Regions from separate parts of the Mus musculus genome. Here region 1 is linked to region 2. Evidence: chromatin contacts called from public ChIA-PET data. All regions are on one chromosome and are shown on one strand. The core of a region is the stretch at or near the end of the contact, and the rest is flanking DNA. Distances in the headings are between cores, read along the strand shown.

Region 1 (4,097 bases), core at 1,377-3,876, 140 kb after region 2:
AGCACCACATTCCCATCTAGCACTTGAAGCGCGAAGAGGTCACTGGATTCCTTCCAACTGGAGTTACAAGTGGCTGTGGGGGGCCCTGGGAATTGAGCGCAGCATCTCAGTAGGAAATGCTCTAAACTGGTGTGTGTGTGTGGTATGGATGTACCCGTGAGTGCAGGGCGGTGTGGAAGCCAGAAGAGGGCGCTGGGTCCCTGTAGCTGGAGTCACAGGCATCTGTGAGCCTCCCAAGGTGGATGCTAGGAACTGAGCTTTGTCCTCTGCAAGGGCTGTACACACTACCAACTACTGAGCCATCTCTCAGGGCCCTGCTTTCTCCAGTTAACAAAGCAAGGAAAACCTCTGCAAGGAAGTATTAGGGCTGGCCTTTAATCCCAGCACCTGAGAGGCAGAGAAAGGAGGATCTCTGTGAGTCCAAGAACAATCTAGTGGTCTACAGCACCAGTTTCAGGACAGCCAGGGCTATACAGAGAAATCCTGTCTTGAAGAAAAAAAGAGAGAAAAGGAGGGGAAATTATGTAATTCTATTATAATCTCAAAAAAAATTATGGGGCTGGAGAGATGGCTCACCAGTTGGGAGCACATACTGATCTTCCAGAGGTCCTGGGTTCGTTTCCCAGCAACCACATGGTGGCTCACAACCATCTGTAATGAGATCTGGTGTGTCTAAAGACATCTACAGTGTGCTCACATACATAAAATAAATAATTCTTTAAAAAAATTATGCCTATTATACTACCCAATCTTTTAGGAAGTGGAGATAAGGAGACTTTTCTCCAAGAAATGTATTATCTACAAAAAACAAGAAGAAGAAAAAAAATTCCCAGCACTTGGTGGCCAGAGGCAGACGGATTTCTAAGTTTGAGGCCAGCCTGGTCTAGAGAGTAAGTTCCAGGACAGCCAGGGCTACGCAGAGAAACTGTCTCAAAAAACCAAAACCAAACCAAACCAAACCAAACAAACAAAAAGAACCGAAACAAAAAATGAGGCTGCTAGACAGTGGTGCACCCCTTTAATACTCAGGAGGCAGAGGCAGGGGGATCTCTCTGAGTTCAGAGGCCAGCCTAGTTGGTCTACAAAGCAACTTCCAGGACAGCTAGGGCTGTTAGAGACAGACCCTGCCTTAAAAACAAAACAGAACAGAAACAAGAAGACACCAGGCTTGGTGGCTCCGTCACCCCACAGCACTGGGAAAGACTGAAACAGGAATGTGGCTAACAGTTGAAAGACAGCATAGTGAAAGAGCAATCAGGACCACTGAACCTTCTTAGTCCACTTCTTCAGAATTAAAACAGGCCAGGGTTGTGGCACATGCCTTTAATCCTAGCACTCGGGAGGGGGGTAGGATAAATCTCTTCCAGTAGGAAGCAAACCTGGTCTACAAAGTGAGTTCCAGGCTAGCCAGGGTTACACAGAGGCCATTTCCAAAAAAAAAAAAAAAGTATCAACATAGCTCTTCACCCTCTACAACTGGAGTTATAACACCCTTTTCTAATCCAGCTAAAATTACTATCTGAATTATTTTATACCGACAATTACCAAAAAATATCTGTCTTCTAAATTTCAGATCTAAACAGCCAACCGCCTACTGGCTGGCTGGCTAGATGTCCCCTGAACAACTCAACTGCTATTCCCAAAACACAAATGCTGGACCAAGTGGTGTAAGCCTGGAGTCAAGAGTAAGAAGAAGGGGCTTAATCCAAGACCAGCTGAGTTACACTGTGAGACCCTTTCTCAGATAAAGGTGCTGTCCCCTCCCCCTGCTGTTGGCTCCACTTGCCAGGGCCTGGCTTGTAACTCCAGTTCTTGGGTCCTAAGCACTGACACACAACCTGCTCCTCTCAGGTTGGGCTGAGGCTCCTGCTGTGTTCTCCTCCACCCCACATTCCCTTGTCCCAGCGCTAACACCGAAAGATACCTGTGACATTGTCTAGCTCCCCCTTCAGACGGGAACTCAACACAGGAAATGTGCCTCGATGAGCCCTCCAGCCCCAACAGAAACACAACCCAGGACAGAGTAAGATGCTCGCGCTGGCTCAATGAAAAGTCGTTTTAACAAGTTTCATGCACCTCTCTTCTTGCATCCCCGGGGAGCCCCATTTCCCAACTAGCAACTGCAGGCCCTACTCATAGACTTGGGGGATGGAGTGGGGGAGGGGATGAGTGGCCAGTCCTGCAGAACTCACCAAAAGAAAGAAAGAAAAAGAGAGAGAGTGAATGGGGACAGTGAAAAACCTTTGTATTCTCAGCAGGGGAAGATATCCAGGCAAACCGTCTCCATCATATTCCGATCCCCGCCGCCACTTAGGCTTCCCTCCAGGAATCCCACTCCAACTTCAGGTCGGATTCCCCGAGAATCTCCGCCACCGGGATTACCGCAGACTACCCCTTCCACGACCCCCACCTCATCTCCGGCCTCAGCCTCGACTTCCTCTCTCCAACCTCCTCCTTCAGCCTCGACTTTCCCTCAGCCTCCCCGGGGCTTCAGCCTCCTCCCAGCCTCCTCCCCCAGCCTTTCCCCAACGCCCGGCCCGCGCCGCCCACCCGCAGCTCACCGTCGTAGTAGTAACAGACTTTCCTCTTGGTGCCCTGAGTCTGCGCCATCTTGCTCGCCGCCCGGCCCTCCCGTCAGTCTGTCCGCCCGCCCGCCCGCGGCTCCTTACGGCGTCCGACCAGGGGGAGGGGCCGGCCTCGAAGCCCCGCCCACCCCCGGGATCACCTATAGCCGCACAGCCCGGGCCTCACTCTAACCAATCGGCATGCGCGGGGTCGGGCCCGGAACTCGGCGGGGGGCAAGGGCAGCTTAGAGAAGCCACCGCGGGCCCCCTGGGCCTGTACCAAAGTCCGGCGCGGAGGGGTGGGGGAGACCGGGGGCCGTACCATCGAGTCCCGGGAGAGGGAGTCGGCTCCGTAAACTCTGCAGCCCGCTTCACAGTTGGGAGCGTGTGCAAAGATCAGAGGCCAACTTTCTCGTTTTACCGAGAATACGCCGAGGCTTCCCGGGGAAAGATGCTTGCGCAAGGTCACGCAGCTAAAAGACTAGGTTTGGTCTGGATTAGAACTGGAGAGAGAAATGAATGGCAAGGAACAGAAAGAAAATATCCAGAGGCCTACTGTAGTGGGGCAAGACCTTTATGTGCTCATAAGTTCTGACGGACTTTTCTTTTTTAATGTCAAAGCTCGTTTTCAGTTGGGCGTGGTTGCTATGTCTTTGATCCCAGCACTCAGGAGGCAGAGTCAGGAAGATCTCTGTAATCTGAGGCCAACTTGCTCTCCGTAGTGAAAGCATGTCTCAAAAAATAACAAAACAATTTTACAGGTAAAGCTGAAGAGCTTATTCAGTGTTACAAATTAAATTCCGTCTCCAATTGTACATATTTTTTTTAAAAAAAGACAAAATCCAATATGCCCGAGCACTGTGACAAAGTAACAGAACTTGGTGTTTAGTTTTTAATTTACTGGAGGGAGTGTTGGAGGGAGTGTTCCTATGTAATGGCTCTGGGTGGGGGCGGGGCGATCCATCCAGAAAATTTGGGTCAGGCATGGTGGCAGCAACCATCTCACCTACCCAGAACTTAATTTTTCTAAACTGAAAGCCTAAGTTGTTGTTTGGGGGGGACGTGGGGGTGGGGGGGCGGGGTTGTTTCTTCGTTTGTTTTTGCTTTTTTGTTTGTTTGTTTGTTTTTCAAGATAGGGTTTCTCTGTATAGCCCTGGCTGTCCTGGAACTCACTTTGTAGACCAGGCTGGGCTCGAACTCAGACATCTGCCTGCCTCTGCCTCCGGAGTGCTGTGATTAAAGGCATGCCCCACCACACCTGCCTTTTTTTTTTTTAAAGATTTATTTATTTATTTATTTATTTATTAAGTACACTGTAGCTGCCTTCAGACACACACCAGACCAGAAGGGCGTCAGATCTCCTTATTTCAACTGAGTCTTCGACTCAGAAATCTGCCTGCCTCTATCCCCAGAGTGGGTGGCATATGTCTTTAATCCCAACACTTGAGAGGCAGAGGCAGGCTGATTTCTAAATTTGAGGCCAGCCTGGTCTACACAGTGAGTTCCAGGACAGACGTGGCTATACAGAGAAAC
Region 2 (4,004 bases), core at 1,338-3,837:
AGCCAACTCTGGCCTGTGGGTTGTAATTTGCCTACCTCTGCAAATTCTAATGAAAAAGACCAGGCTGCAAAATTGCATTGACTGGGTGATTTCAAGTGACTAAAATGAAGAATCTTATACAGAGAGAAAAAAGCTGAGGGGCTAGTGCAACTGCCACGAAGTCCAGCGACCTGAGGTTCATCTCTGGGACCTGTATGCCAGAAGGGGAGCCCTGAGTCCTGTAAGTGGCTCTCTGGTGTCCACTTCATAGGTGTGGGCTGGCACATAATCACCCACAACACCCAGTAATAAATACATCAATTACTTAAAAGGCTGAATATACTCTAGGAAAGCTTGGGTTGTTTTTATTTATTTATTTTTAAGATTTATTTACTTATTTTATGTATGTAAATACATTATAGCTGTTTTCAGACACACCAGAAGAGGGGATCAGATCCCATTACGGATGGTTGTGAGCCACCAAGTGGTGGCTGGGATTTGAACTCAGGACCTCTGGAAGAGCAGTCAGTGCTCTTAACCGCTGAGCCATCTCTCCAGCCCTTTTTTATGTTTTTGTTGTTGTTGTTTTGTTTTGTTCTGTCAGATGGATTCCTGCTTGGGAGCCCTGGCTATCCTGGAGTCTGTATCCCGCTGCTTCACCCTTCTGCATGCCAGGATTACAGGACTGTGCCATTGTGGCTGCTGTGGCTGAGATGGTTGGTGACTTTCCTTTCTTTACTTTTGGTGGTTTGAAAGTTTACCAATGGGAAGGGGCTGAAGAAATGGCTCAGTGGTTAAGAGCACCTACTGATCTTCCAGAGGACCAGCGTTCAGTTCCCAGGACTTACAGAGTGGCTCACAATGACCCGTGACTCCAAATCTAAGGCATTCGATGGCCTCTTCCGGCTTCCAAGGGTATCAGGCACACATATGGTACATCTACACTCACATTAAAATAAAAATAACAATAAATCTCAGATTTTTCTGAAGGTTGTATTTTACCCTAATACTGTTATGTTTTACAAAAATAAAGAGCAAACGTGTCAGTACTCATCTTTAGTGTAGATACATGAGAAAATAGAAGAGAGGAGAAAAATACAGTAACTTCTGTTTCATTGATTGGAACTGGAGTCTATCTAATCACTGTATATTTCTTATTATTTCTATTATGAGTCTATAATCACTCTATATTATTTTCCATATGTTTTATAACTCATTTATCTATTGGTGTATGAAAGAAATGTCTTCTGAGAGGGCCTCAAATCAAAACCTATGAGCTCACCGGCCATCTACCTTTTCTCCTCCTCCTCCTCCTCTTCCTCACCCCTTCTTTAGCCCTGGCTGGCCTGAAACTCACAACTCAATATGTGGACTGTCTTATCTCTGCCTTTAGGTGCTGGGATTAAAGGTATGCGCTACTCACCATGACTGGCCTTTTTTTTTTTAAAGATGGAGTCAACTTAGAGGAGTTCATCCACATTTTCCTGTCTCCATTCTCCCAGTGGTGGGATTACAGGTATGCACCAGCACACCACCCAGGGCTCAGATCGAGTTCTAAATCCCCACTCCCTGTAGACCTTGTGGTACCTATCTATAATCCTAGCATTTATAGACAGAGGCAGGAGACCCCAAAATACAAACCAAGGAAGATCCTGTCTCAAGATATCACATTGTTTACTCAGCAGAACCAGGGCTCTCCGGAGAAGTACCTGATTCTAAGCCTAAGCCGGGTAGGGAAGTACAGAAGATGAGGCCAGAGCATCCTGTATCAGAGGGAAGAACGCAGCCAGAGAACAGTGGAGACACATCAACTAGAAACACAGACAGCTGTCCTGAAGAGGCTTTCATTGGCCTGACTCAGAGCATTAAATGTGAATGACAGCAACAGATTACAATCAGGAATAAAATCAGAAATGGGGAGTCTGCATTTAAAAATAAATATTATGTTTAAAATGTTTAAAAAGAACAAGAGTGTTTGGAAAGATGGCCTAGTGGTTTAGAGCCCTTGCTGTTCTGGAGCACTGGGGTTCAACTTCCAGCACCCACATAGCAACTCCCAACCATCCATAACTCCAGCTCCAGGGGATCGGACATTCTCTTCTGACCCAGGCACCAGGGGCACATGTGTTGCACAAGCCCACAGGCAAAATATTCATACACGTAAAATAAGTAAACCCTAAAAACAAGTTTCAAAGGAGAGAAATGGTGATTTTAAGTACGAACGTCGTTTCCATTGCCAGGGGTAACTTTCCAGCAAAGAATCCTGGCAGACACCACCTTAATTTAAGACAAAAGTGAACATTATCAGTAATAAGACCTGACAGATTTAAACCCTGGACCTCTGGATACCAAGCGCTAAGAAGGACTTCCGCGATAGTCCTGCCTTAGATGCATAGCCAGAAGCGAATCAAGACCGGCACATCCTCCATAAATCAACCGCCCAGATCTGACCCTCCCCCGGTCCTGGCGCCCGCCTGCTGCGGGCACGCCCCGGCCCATTCCCGCTGCCTCCCCGTGGTCGCTGCCAGGAGACTCAGGCGCCTTTCCCCGGGCGGGCGGGTGGAGGCTGGGCGACAGCGCAGCCATTATCCTGCAGTGTCTCCAGGGGAGCATCCTCCCGCAAGAGGTCCTCCTGGAGTCCAGAAACAGTAACTACACTTCTCTTTTCATTGAGGTAACACACATCGATGTGTCTCTTCATAAAAATTTAACGTTTTGATGCACGATTTAACTAGGTGTGGCGGTGCCCACCAGTAATCTCAACAATACCTGAAAGCCCTCAACTGGAAGAGAATCGAGAGTTCAAGGTTATCCCTCCACTGAACAAGTAGTTCAAGGCCAGCCTGGGCTACATTAAACCAGCATTGAGTTCCTGCTCTCCCAGTCCCCTTTGCAGCCTCCACATGCGATTGTCTCTAACGACTTGGAATTGAATAATAAACAACTCTTAGTCACTAACCGTCTCCTGATGGTCCACAAACGCCTGAAGGGAAAGAGGAGATTCTAAAAGGAGTTTGGGTCTCTCATTCTGGCTCTCTGGACTGTTGGGACTAAGAAGCCCTGGAAATTGGAGTTCCATCCCTCCTCCCTCAGGTTTCTCGTACGGGGAGATGGAAAAGGCTGGATCCTGCTGCCAACCAAACCGGGGCCTGTCTCCATGAAAATGGAAGACATTTTAACTGGAACCCAGCAGTGATGGATCAGTGATGGGAAGAAACTCACCTTGACTAGGACTGAATAATTATGTCTACAGATTGCCCTCAGTTGAAACTATACCCCCTCCCATGTTTGGACCAGAAAGATGGCCTAGGACAGCCACCCTATCTCTTTGCACCTCATCCCAGTGTGACCTTATTGAATAAATTAAAATTTTCTGCTTTTCACTATTTATTGGCTTTTTTGTTTTTTTTTTCTTTTTTGGGTTTTTTTGTTTTGTTTTTTGAGACAGGGTTTCTCTGTATAGCCCTGGCTGTCCTGGAACCCATTTTATAGACCAGGCTGGCCTCGAACTCAGAAATCTGCCTGCCTCTACCTCCGGAGTGCTGGGATTAAAGGCGTGTGCCACCACTGCCCAGTTTATTGGCATTTTTTCATCAGTTTTATCAAAGACAGGAGGCTGAGCCTGGCTTACTAGGGCTTTCAAGGACACAGGATCCCACCCTAAGTTAGGTAGCCTTATCACCTACATTGTCCCCAAACATCTTCCTGCCAGGACTCTTTTTTTATTTTGTATATGAGTGTTTGCCCATGCAGGTGAATTGTACCTGGTGCCTACAGAGGCCAGAGGAAGGCATTGGATACCCTGGGACTGGAGTCGCTGATGATTGTAAGCTACCACACAGGGGTCAGGAATCAAACCCGGGTCCTCTGCAAGAATAGCAAATACTTTTATCTGCTGGCAATGCCACCTCTCTGTCCCATCATTTTTTTCTGGTGATGCTGGGGATGAACCAGGGGTCCTGTGCCTGCGAGGCAAGTGCTCCACCCTGAGGTATGTCCCCAGCTCCAGGCCATGATTTTCTTGA

Evidence for each region. ChIA-PET counts read pairs in DNA pulled down with a chosen protein or histone mark.
Region 1: a contact with region 2 is called in an RNA polymerase II ChIA-PET map of memory CD8 T cells, with 57 read pairs. The contact joins the promoter of Hdac1 here to the enhancer-like site in region 2. A contact is called at or near these places in 2 of 39 promoter capture datasets (hippocampal neurons and pre-B cells), 1 of 15 datasets of contacts at CTCF or cohesin (the NIH/3T3 cell line), 1 of 484 Hi-C or Micro-C datasets (nephron progenitors), 3 of 115 datasets of contacts at active chromatin or transcription factors (embryonic stem cells and memory CD8 T cells) and 1 of 9 other capture datasets (adipose tissue).

The regions. Positions count from the first base shown.
Region 1 is chr4:129,540,020-129,544,116 of GRCm38.p6, forward strand. It overlaps Hdac1 (histone deacetylase 1), which reads right to left and starts at 2,627. Exons shown (of 14, transcript NM_008228.2): 1 at 2,562-2,627. The coding sequence starts at 2,610.
Region 2 is chr4:129,404,129-129,408,132 of GRCm38.p6, forward strand. No RefSeq gene overlaps it. Among named protein-coding and RNA genes, the nearest start is that of C330020E22Rik, 23 kb to the left of the region's middle. Within about 2 kb of position 2,588, at least 130 of the 459 cell types and tissues checked have an H3K27ac peak or open chromatin away from gene starts, as enhancers often do. A contact at or near this core is called in embryonic stem cells, hippocampal neurons, memory CD8 T cells and 1 more, where this site is marked.